2 separate regions of the Sus scrofa genome follow, and region 1 is linked to region 2. A link is a contact called in public promoter capture Hi-C data. All regions are on one chromosome and are shown on one strand. Each heading gives the region's core, a stretch centred on a gene start, on an enhancer-like site or on the middle of the called end of the contact. The rest is flanking DNA. Distances are from core to core; before and after follow the strand shown.

The links. Promoter capture Hi-C pulls out the DNA fragments that hold promoters and counts their contacts.
Region 1: a contact with region 2 is called in a promoter capture Hi-C map of fetal liver, with 4 times the contacts expected there. The contact joins the promoter of TMTC3 here to the promoter of DUSP6 in region 2. A contact is called at or near these places in 2 of 5 promoter capture datasets (fetal liver and fetal skeletal muscle) and 1 of 2 datasets of contacts at active chromatin or transcription factors (skeletal muscle).

Annotation. Positions count from the first base shown.
Region 1 is chr5:94,381,138-94,386,380 of Sscrofa11.1, reverse strand. It overlaps TMTC3 (transmembrane and TPR repeat-containing protein 3), which reads left to right and starts at 2,115. Exons shown (of 14, transcript XM_021092778.1): 1 at 2,115-2,382. It overlaps CEP290 (centrosomal protein of 290 kDa), which reads right to left and starts at 1,984. Exons shown (of 55, transcript XM_021092777.1): 1 at 1,833-1,984; 2 at 1,068-1,197; 3 at 838-915. The coding sequence starts at 1,169.
Region 2 is chr5:93,300,438-93,305,972 of Sscrofa11.1, reverse strand. DUSP6 (dual specificity phosphatase 6) reads right to left here and starts at 2,915. Exons shown (of 3, transcript NM_001267842.1): 1 at 2,055-2,915; 2 at 1,012-1,449. The coding sequence starts at 2,454.

The DNA.
Region 1 (5,243 bases), core at 866-3,365, 1.1 Mb before region 2:
CCACCCGTGACCTACACTACAGCCCACAGCAACACCAGATCCTTTAACCCACTGAGCAAGGCCAAGGATGGAACCTGTGTCCTCATGGATACTAGTCAGGTTAACCACTGAGCCTCAAAGAGAACTCCTTTTCTCTTCTCATTTTCATTATTCTAACCCATAATTTTATGTTTTACTTCCTTCCAAACAGCTTCACTTCCCTTCACCTTGTCCTTTGAACATAACTAGTTTAACTTCTTAAGGTATGTTTTTGTATCTACCAGTGGTAGCTCAAAATTTTTTAATGGTTATTAATTGCTGACAGCATAAGATATACCTATTCCAAACTACACCAACATTTGTTTCCTCTACAAACTACTGTAAACTTTCTGCATTTATCTCAACGGTAAAGATTATGCCTGTTTTCTATTCCCAGGTTTATATGTATGGTAACCTCCAGCTGTAGAATCTCCTTAATGCTTTACCACTGCCTTACACTTACCTAAAACTACTCATCAGTCTTTGACCTTTATAAGGTCTTCTCACACTTAAATCTCTTCCCCTCCTAACAAATACCAAGAGTAGGCTACCTAACAAATTACATTACATAATTAACACAGGATTTCCCTATGCTTTTTTAAACATACACATTCTGCCTTCCCTATACATTCTTTTAATAACTTGAGAGCAGAAATTAGCTGTTTGGCACCTAAAATTCTTAATCAACATTTGAGGATACCCCATTTTTTAGTGGTTATTTAAATAGCACAAAGTACTTTCACAGAGAGTAACATATATAAGAACAGATTCTTACACTGTAATAGTCAAAGCTATTATTAAAACCTACTGCATACAAACCTTCATTAGTGACTGAGTAATTCTGAAAAGGTGTACCATATTTTCTTGACTTTCACTTTTTAGCTCATTTACCTCCACCTAAATAAAGAGAAAAGCAACTACTTCATATTATATAACCCTTAAGCAAAATAAAAGAACTCTTCCAATTGTACATTTCAGCGATTTCAGGGCCAATGTAGATTAATCGTAGTTATATGTATGTACCTATCCATTATTTACCAATGAAGTACCTTGGATAAGGAAATCAATAAATTATCTGCCAATTCTTCTTGACGAGGCAGCTCATCTGGATCAACTTTCATTATTTCTTTCCAGTTTATATTGGGTGACATCTTGAATTTTGTCACTGTGCCTTACCTTCTGTAATAAAACAAGTATTAGCATTTTCAAGGTAAACAGCATTAATCCTTTTACAATAATTTATAGTTTTTACAGATTACATTATTATAACTCTTTATGGTGTTAGCAAAAAGCTATGGCTCCTTAATTGTTTAACGGATGTCTAAGTAAAGTAGCCTGGATCAAAATTACAGCAGTTGCGACAAATCTTCAGGTATTTTATAGGCTAAATACACCACGACGGCTTCCACGCTTAAATTAATCTAAGTCAGAACTAAGATTTCGAGTCCCCCTCCTCTAAGCCCTCCCTTACCAGCAAGGCGCGGGAACATCTAATGTCGCCAAGAGAGAGGGTGCTTGGAAGTCAGAAATTTACTCCCGATCCGGACAAACAGGACCTAGGAGTGTGTGTGTGTGTGTCTGCTTGTTTTAAAGAGAAAGAGAGGAAATAAATGATTGAAATGAGCGCAGCTGGGTCGAGAAAACCAGGGCTGAAGCGAGAGAAAAGCAGCCAGATTGCGGACCTAAGGCGAAGGAAGGGGCGGGGAAGCACTAGGGCCTTGAGCCTTAAAGATCCTGCGTGGGAAGAGAATCTGCTCGCGCTCACTAGGATCTAGCCACCTACACCTGGCCTGGCGACCAGCTCCCACACCCACCCAAACGAGCCCCGCCGCCACGCCCAACCGCTCTGGCCCCGGGCGGTTCCAATCCCATCGGACGCTGGATCCCGCCAACTCGTGCAGAGCCAGCAACAGCGGCGGCGGCTGCTAGGCGACACCATTCCCCACCCCACCGAGGCCGGAACAAGAGCCCGGATGCCAGCGGCGCCTACATTTCACGACGGTGGGCGATGCTTTACGTTTAGATTCTCCCGCGGGGTCCCGGGACTCTGCGTTAAGAGCGGGGAGAAGGCGTGGGATGCGGACTCCAAGTCCCAGAGTGCAGTTCGGCTGGGCGGCTGGGGCGTCCAGGACCCTGAAGCCTCTGAGAAGTGGAGGTAGGCCGTTCCCGGCGTGCAGCGCGGGAGGCTGCGCCCGCACCCGGGCGGCGGGGGAACCATCCGGAGGCCGGAGGCGGAGCGGCTGAGGCGTGTCTGCGCCGGGGACCTGAACAAGGTAGACCATGACCGTGCCTTCGGTGGCGTCGCTCGCTGGGACGCTCCTCCTGAGGTTTCTCTAAGCCATCCCCTGGTGGGACCGCTCCCAGGTGAGGTCGGGCTGTTGGTCGGCGGCGGGGGAGGCGCCGTCGGGGCGGAGAGAAGCTCCTGCCTTCGGGGGACCGGAGGGCCCGGCCCGGGTCCGAAGAGGTGGGGCGACCCCGCCCTCTCCTTGGGCGTTCGCCGGCGACTCCCCAGGTGGTGCCCTCTATCAGAAGAAAAAGTTTGCCTTCGTGGGCATCAGGATCTGTCTCCGCACAGGGGAGGGAGGGCCGCGATCACGGTTGGAGGGAGAGGGGAGAATGGAGAAGACGGCACCGCATCCTTTGGCCCCGGACCCCTTCCCTGTGGCACCTCACCTTCGCGGATTTCAGGACTTGAGGGTTGAGGAGCTTGTACGGAGAGCGAAGGCTCTAAAGGGGGAGCTTTAGAACTCAGGGTGGAGAGAGGAGGGGCCTCAGGTGCCCCCAGGATGCTGCGGTCACTTGGCTTGGTGACCGAGGATGTCCTTCCGTGTGAACGCCTTCTCAGGTGTTGCCAGCTCTCAGGTGTGTTTAAGTTTTGCTCTTGGGGCCGCTCCCAGCCATTCTGGAGTATAATGCACCATTTCTTAAGAAGCTGTAAACTTGAAATCCAAATGACATTTTCTGCTCTTGAACCAGTGCCTCTCCGTCTTTATCTTTTTTTTTAAGAACTTTATTTTTTCCCCTGTAATTGATACTGAAGTTTACGTTCCAAAGTAATGGATTTCTTTCCAAACGGTTTAGTAGCTATAACTCAAAATGAAAATACATGTAGTGATTTTGTGAGATATGTTTAAACACATTCATCACATTTGTAGGGATGATAAATTTATCTCGTCCTTTACTGAAAGGTGAGACACTTGAACACTGTACTTTAACCTATTAGCCGTGCTGTACGTTGTATCCCCAGAAATTATCTTATAAAGGAAAGTTTGTATCTTTTAACCAGTCTGGTCTTTGTTTCTATCAATTCAGTTTTTTTAGATTCCATAGAAATGAGATCACACAATATTTGTCTTTATCTGAGTTTACTTACCGTTATGCCCTCATGGTCCTTCTTTGCTGCCACGGTGTCACCGGGGGTAAGAGTTCCTTTTTTATGGCTGAATAAAAATACTCCATTGTGTGCATATACTACATTTTCTTTATTCCTTTAGCCATCTATTGAAACTTAGGTTGTTTCCATGAGTCGGCTGCTATAAAGATTGCTAAATGAATAAGTATCTCTTCAAAATAGTGATTTTGTTTTCTTCCTATCTATTCTCTGACGTGGAATTGCCGGGTAGTATCTTAGTTATTTTTGATTTTTTGAGGAACCTGTTTTCTGCGATGGCTGCATCAGTTTACCTTCCCACCAACAGTGCTCACGTGTTCCCTTTTCTCCCCATCCTGACGCTCGTTACCGCTAGTCTTTTTGATGCTAACCATTCTTAACAGGTGTGAAGTAATTGGAAATCTCATTGTAGTTTTGATTTGCGTTTCCTTGATGAATAGGGATGGTAAGCACCTCTTCATGTACCTTTTGGCCTTTCTCTGTCTTCTTTGGGATCAGCTCCTGTGCCCATTTTTTAACCAGATTTTGTTCATTTGCTGTGGAGTTGTGTGAGTTGTTTATATGTGGACTGTTGACCTGTTTTCAGATAGGTTTTTGCAGATATTTCCTCCCATTCCGTAGGTTGCCTTTTCATTTTGTTAATAATTTCCCTTGTTGTGTGGAAGCTTTTCATTTGACATAGGTCCACTTACTTATTTTTGCTTTTGTTGCCTTTGCCTTTGGTTTCAAGTCCAAAAAAAGCATTGCCAAGACCAATGTCAGGAAACTTACCCCCTAGCTTTGCTACTCAGAGTTTATGGTTTTAGGTTTTGTATTCAATTCTGTAATCCATTTTGAGTAGATTTTTGGGAGCATTGTAAGATAGGGGCTCAGTTTCATTCTTTTGCGTGTGGTTCTCCAGCTTTCCCAATAGCATTTATTAAAGAGACTATTCCTTCCCTACTGTATATTCTTGGTTCCTTTATTTCTGGCCTTCTGTTTTGTTCTCTTAGTCTGTGTGTTTGTTTTTATGCCAGTTGCGAACAATTTTGATTAGTATAGCTTTTTCATTATTTCATTTGATCATCATAATAATCCAATAAAATAGCTGCTTATATTGTCCTCATTTTCCAACTAAGTTAAGAAGCTGAGGCTTGGAGAGGCTAGTTACTCTGCTCAAACTTAAATAGTATGACTGAACACAAATCTTTTTGGCTAAAGGACATACTCATAATTGCTGTACTGCCTTTTCAGGCACAGTGGTAACCAGTACTTGTTAAGTGCGTGTTCTTTGGTCTTGCTGTCTATATTAAATATCATCATATTCTAATTATGTAACTTTGTTTACTCAAAAATTTGAATTATATATTCTCCATGTCAGTATTTTTAATGCATGACTTAGCAGGGGAAGGTAGAGATGAAAGCAAATATTTCTGGAGCAATTATTATGTCACTTACTATGCTTAAAACTGTAGTAGTAATCTGTTATTTTTACTTCAGCAGTTTATTTTTCTTCTTGTTTTTTCATTCATTACAACTGTTATTTTCTATTTATTTATTTACTAGTTTCTTTTTGGCTGCATTAATGTTTTCTGCCCTTACTTCCTTTACTTTCTCATGCATATTTGTATTCTCAGGAACTCCATGTTCCTGGCTTTATGATAAGTTTTTTCATTTTTCAGAAATGAAAACAGGTTCGGAGAACCTAAGTAATTTCCTAATAGTTAAGCAAAGGTTGTAACCCAGATCTTAATTATATAGTCCTGACTAAATACAAATTCTTGCTTAAGTTTTATTATTTTACTCATTCTAACAGTATTTTTGAGCTTATGCACTGTGTTTGACCTTGACACTG
Region 2 (5,535 bases), core at 1,666-4,165:
GGCAAAATGTCAGTAGACCGAAAACCACCCTTTGTGAGTGCTCAGTCTCGAAACTGAGTAACAGCAGTAATAATAAAGATAAAAAATAATCGTGTGTGGCAGTTGAGCCCTGCAGGCAGCAGAAAATGTATTCCTGCGATAAAACATGTACACTGGGCACAATTACATATTTCAGATATTTTCTGAAAAGGGAGCTTTTGTATTAAGTTTCTGCCAACAAAAAACTCCTTAATGTGTGCATTCTTTGCCTCAGCATGTGAATACCAGAAACCCTGCAATATGGTCGTGAATGCCTTTTATACAGACAAGCAGACTGCAAGGGTCTATTAAATTATTCTCCAACTGTTGTGCCGCTAACAATGGAGGTATTCAGGCATTTTAAAAGAGAGAGGGAAGTCACAGGGGACAGCCCATTAGGAGGAACAGGATGTCGACATGGCCTGAAAATGAGTTCCTTTGTAATAGGAAATGCATTACAATGCCTGGAGATTCGCTTCTCCAGGCTCTCGGCCCACAGTCCTTCCTGCTGTGCTCAGGTTACCCTCGCCGTCTCACTGCTAAGCAGTGTCACAGGAACGTCCAGCTGGATCACAACATCTAGCATTCACAGGGCTTTTGGACACCGTGGTGTCCTGCAACTCGAAGAGCTTTTAAAATTACAAAGCCATGCTAGAATTCCTGTCTACCCTGTGTACCTCTGGGACCCGGCCCTCCTTGAGTCCAAAGATGGGTGGGGGGGATTCTGCTGTCTCCTTCTGAGTGCCCTCCCCCTTTCCAGTGACTGAATTCCAGGTCAAGAAGCAGACAGCGTTTCAAATACACCTGTGGCCTGCCGCCTTGTCAAAAGGCCCTTTTTCTTAACAAGAAGCTAAGCGACAGAATTGAGAATGCCCTTGGAACGTAGAGACCTGCAGTCCCACAAGTTAGCAACAAGAAAGGTGAACCCCTCGAACTCTAGGAATGGTTCTGAATTTTGCATTTAAAAGGCTGCGTGAGGGCTATTAGTCTCACCTATGAAAGAAATGGCCTCAGGGAAAAACTGGGACAGGTTTTGGCTCCAGTGATCAGAGATGGGGATCTGCTTGTATTTGAACTCTCCTGCGTTCTCAAAGAGGTTCGGCAAGTTGGGGGTGACGTTCAAGATGTACTTGATGCCGAACTCCTCTAACACGTCCAGGTTGGTGGAGTCCTTGGCACAGCCCAAGTAGAGGAAGGGCAAGATCTCCACGGGGAAAGAAGGCTGGCTGTTGGACAGCGGGCTGCCATCGGAGTCTGTTGCACTATTGGGGTCTCGGTCAAGGTCAGACTCAATGTCCGAGGAGGAGTCGGAGCTGATCCGCAGGCCCCCGAGCCCCAGAACTGGCAACGGCGGGGAGCTGCTGCTACACGAGCCGTCTAGATTGGTCTCGCAGTGCAGGGCGAACTCGGCTTGGAACTTACTGAAACCACCTGCCAGGACGAGAAAAGCAATCTTGTAACCCGAGATACCGTAGTAGTTTTCACAGGTTGGAGAGCCGCAGCCGGGCTCAGAAACACACCACAGCACCTTACCCCCCCACCCCCCAAACACAGAGACAAATACAGGCGAAAGGCACTTAAAGGTGCACCCTTGGGAACAGAACGAACAGGCCCGCCTCCCCTGGGAACCCTTATTTTTTTGAATCCGGAAATGCACAAAATGGCAACTTTTCTGAGTATCTACAAGTGCCAGAAGGTGCCTGCCTGCACCCCCACGGCCTCTGCAGTCCTGCGAAATCTGAATTCAAAATCAAACGTAGAGGGAAAGTGGGGGATATGCCGGGTAGGAAAAAGAAGAGCTAGTTCCAAAGAAACGACGCGTGCCTGTGGCCGGAAGCGGGTCGATTCCGCGCGGGCCCGGCTCGCGGGCCGCGAGAGATTCGCCGCCGGGAGCCGGCAGACAGCTCCTGGCGCACAGCGCGGCTCTGAAGCGCCAGCCAAGCGCCACAGGGGCGCTTCCAGTCGGCGCGCCCCGCCTGCACCCGCAGCCGGGGTCCCCCGCCCTGCCCCAGGCGCGGGACGCCCCCGGCGCGTACCTTCTAGGTAGAACGCCCGGCAGCCCTCGTCCTTGAGCTTCTTGAGCAGCAGCCCGAGCACCGACTCGCCGCCCGTATTCTCGTTCCAGTCGCTGCTGCTCTCATCGTAGAGCACCACGGTGTCGGTGCCGCAGCGCCGGGTGAAGCGGTCCCGGTCCTCGCCGCGCGTGAAGAGCGCGCGCACCGGCAGGTTGCCCTTCTGCAGGCGCCGCAGCATGATGCCGGGGATGGCCACGTTGATGGCCGACTCGATGTGCGACGACTCGTACAGCTCCTGCGGCCGGCAGTCCATCAGCAGCAGCCGCTCGTTGCCCAGCTCCAGCTGCTCGTTGAGCCACGCTACCGTCTTGCTAATCGCCATCTCCGACGCGAAGGGCACGGGTCTGAGCGTATCTATCATGGGGGTCGAGCGGCCGGAGAGGGCGAGGTGCCTACCAGACTCCCCTCGGGGCAGGCATAGGCCGAGCGCGCCGCGCCAAAGCCGCCGCTCTTGGAGCGGGGTTTAATGCCACCTCTCCTTTCCCGAGCCGGGTTAGCGGTTGGGGCAAGCGAGACAGAAGTAAGCCGGCGGTTCCCTCTGCACCCGGCTGCAGCCGCACGCTCTTGGTGTCAATGAATCTCTTTGAATGAAGCTGCCCAGACAGTTTTGTTCCTCCCCGGTGAATGAAATCCAATTAATTCGGACTTCGTGCTACTGAGAGGAGAGGAAAAAAAAAAAGTCCAGCAGCTCCTGAGCCCTCCCTCCAAACTGCACCTCAAATCCACCCGGGCGGCTTTCTCCTCGGATTATTAAAGCCTGGATTTGCTCACTCTCCCTTGGACTCAGCCCTCGCACACCCCCTGCGCGAGGCAGCTCCTCAATGGATACAAACAGCGAGCGTCTCAATGGATACATTCTCCCCGCCAGCCAATGAGCACGCTGCGGAAGGGGCTGTTGCCGTGGGGACGGGCCGGCTGGAACAGGTTGTGTTGATGAATTGTTAATGAGTTTGTCATTCACAAAAACGGAAAGGAATTTCCGCTCCGGATAAGCCCCAGTGCAAACAAGCTGCAACAGCGGGCTCGGCGGGAGGAAGGAGAAAGAAGGGGAGGCGGCGGCGGAGGAGGAGCAGGGCACACAAACCAGGGCACTTCAGTTGTCTCATGTTTCCTTCTGTTGAGAGTTCACACTTAGCGTCGGAACTTTTGCGCACAAATGGTGCAATTAGCAGGCACAAAAGCCGTTGTTCGCGACGCCTGTGCGCGCAAGCTAGCTTTAGGGAAACTAGTGCTGACTTCTTCGCTTTTATTCCCTTTAAACTCCTTTGGACTGGAGTTCACTTTAACCTCCCCCTCCTCCCGTAGGCAGTGTGTGGCATTTGTTTGCCAGTTTAAAAAGCCCGGCTCTGTTTGCTTCGATGTTCTTTTAGCCGAGACTGTGTTGGGGCTGGTGGACTGCCTGGGCTTTAGTGACCGATGAGGTGTTAAATGCTAATCCAACATCTTTGGAGACAAACCAGGGTTTTGTTGAAACATTTTTAAGCAAGCAAACAAACAAATGCTTGGTTGTCCAGATAATAGAAAGCAAGCTTTTTTTTTTTTTTTAATAGCGCTTTAATTATTTTTTAAAAACCGTGGAGGCTGTAGAAACAAACTCGTTGGGCAATCCGGTGCTTTTATTCCTCTCAGGCGGCGTGGGGGCGTTATGAGCCATTGTTCCGGGGATCCGACCCCCTCACCCGCCGTCACCTACTGCACGCGGCGGGGGTCGCGCTCCTTCATCATTTCTGAGCAGCGAGCTCAGCTTCCGACAGAGGAGCCGGCCTGGCGGGGCTGCCTGGGCTAGGTGCACCAGGGCGTCCGGAGCCGGGCAGGCAGCCCCCACCATCCGCAAAGCGTGAGGAAGTCTTCCTGCGAGGCCGGCAGGCCGCGGGGGCTCAGGAGAGCTCCGCGCATTGCCTACTGTAAACCCAGAGGCTTGTCAGAGGAGAGGCCGCCCGCCCCCACGCTCGACATCCCGCGCGGGGTTACCCTCTTCCCTGCGCGGCAGCAGCCCCCTCCCCTGCGTCGCCGGCGACTCGCACAGCACCGCCCGCTCCTGCGCGTTGCGCTCCTTGCCGGCGCCCGCCGCCTCCGCCTCCGCGTTCAGCGGGCGGGGGCGCCGGGCGACCCCCAAGGCAGGTGGGGGGGCCCAGGGTGGGACTTGGGGGTCTGGGGCAGGTGTGGGCTAAGGAGGAACGCCAGCCGGGCCCCCCTCGCTCCCGAGGCGAGCTGGGAGTCCTGGGAAACGTCTCCGCCACGGTGCAGGGCTCGCAGGTAATTGGAGAGGTGCCGGGCAGGCCCCCTCGGCCGGGGGACCGCGGGGCAGGGCGGGCGGCTGGGGGCCGGATGGAGGCGTGGCGGGCCGGGGCCGCCGTGGCGGCGGGGAGGCGCATTCCCGGCGCGCAGAACTCTATTGTTACATACAAGCACCGGGCCTGGCGCTCCCGAGCGGAAAACCACCTGTGTGCGGCCGGCGCGGCGCGCAGGCGGGGCGGGTGGGGCTGGGGGCTGCGGCCGGAAGGCGCGGGCCCTAATCCGGCTGCCCCTCCCGAACCCGCGGCGGAAAAGAGGCTGCGCATTGTCCCGCCGCGGCGGCGGAGGCGGAAGCGGGGGCAGCGGCTCGGCGGGGAGCGCCTCTGCCGCCCCCCTTCCCGGCGCTGTGCGCCCACTGCTGTGTGGCAGAGGGCACCCGAGGTCGCGGGGTCTCCCCTAGCCAGACGCCCCGCACCCACGGGCCTGCCTGCCGGCGCCCCCGCTCCCATTTGCATTTTTAGTCACCCGCCTCTTCCCGGGTTTGAAGAATGTAGGCTAAAAAAAGGCGGCTGCGAGGCCCAGGTTGCCAATTTTGGAGCTCGGCTGCGGGCGGGCCGCCCCTGGAGGAGCGGGTTCCGTGAGAGTGGGGGTTGCCGCGCTCTTGTCCCCGTGCCTTTTTTGGGCATCACTTGGAACCGAATTCCCATCTTTCACTGGATATCGTGCAGTGCCAGCTGGAGGAGGCTTGCGCTGGAGTTGACACCTCCGATCCGCCCCCACCTGTTGTAGGCGTCCCTACCCAAGACCATTCTGTCCCTGGGACCGGGAGCCCGGGAGGGGAGAGGCGACGGAGCTGAGCAGGGCAGAGCCTTTCAGGCCAAGACCTCTGACATAAGAGGCGGGGAGGGCAATCGGTTTCTGCTCAGCTGTGTTTAGAAGGGCGGTCCCCTGAGCCTGGCAGTCAGTTTGGGAGGATGGTCGCAGCACTTCTCAAACCTGAACCTTTTAGCCTCACCCCTGCTTCCGAACCCTTCGCTCCTCCTCGGCGCATTTTATAAAAATATGTCACTCTGACCGCTTGGTCCTAAAAAGTGTAGTGTAGGGTGGAGCGGCCTGGGTTTCAATTGTGCCCTTACCTCTTCCCAAGTATTATCATGTAACTCTCATTCCGCAGTCTGCCACGTGGGCGTAAGGAAAATGATTTTTA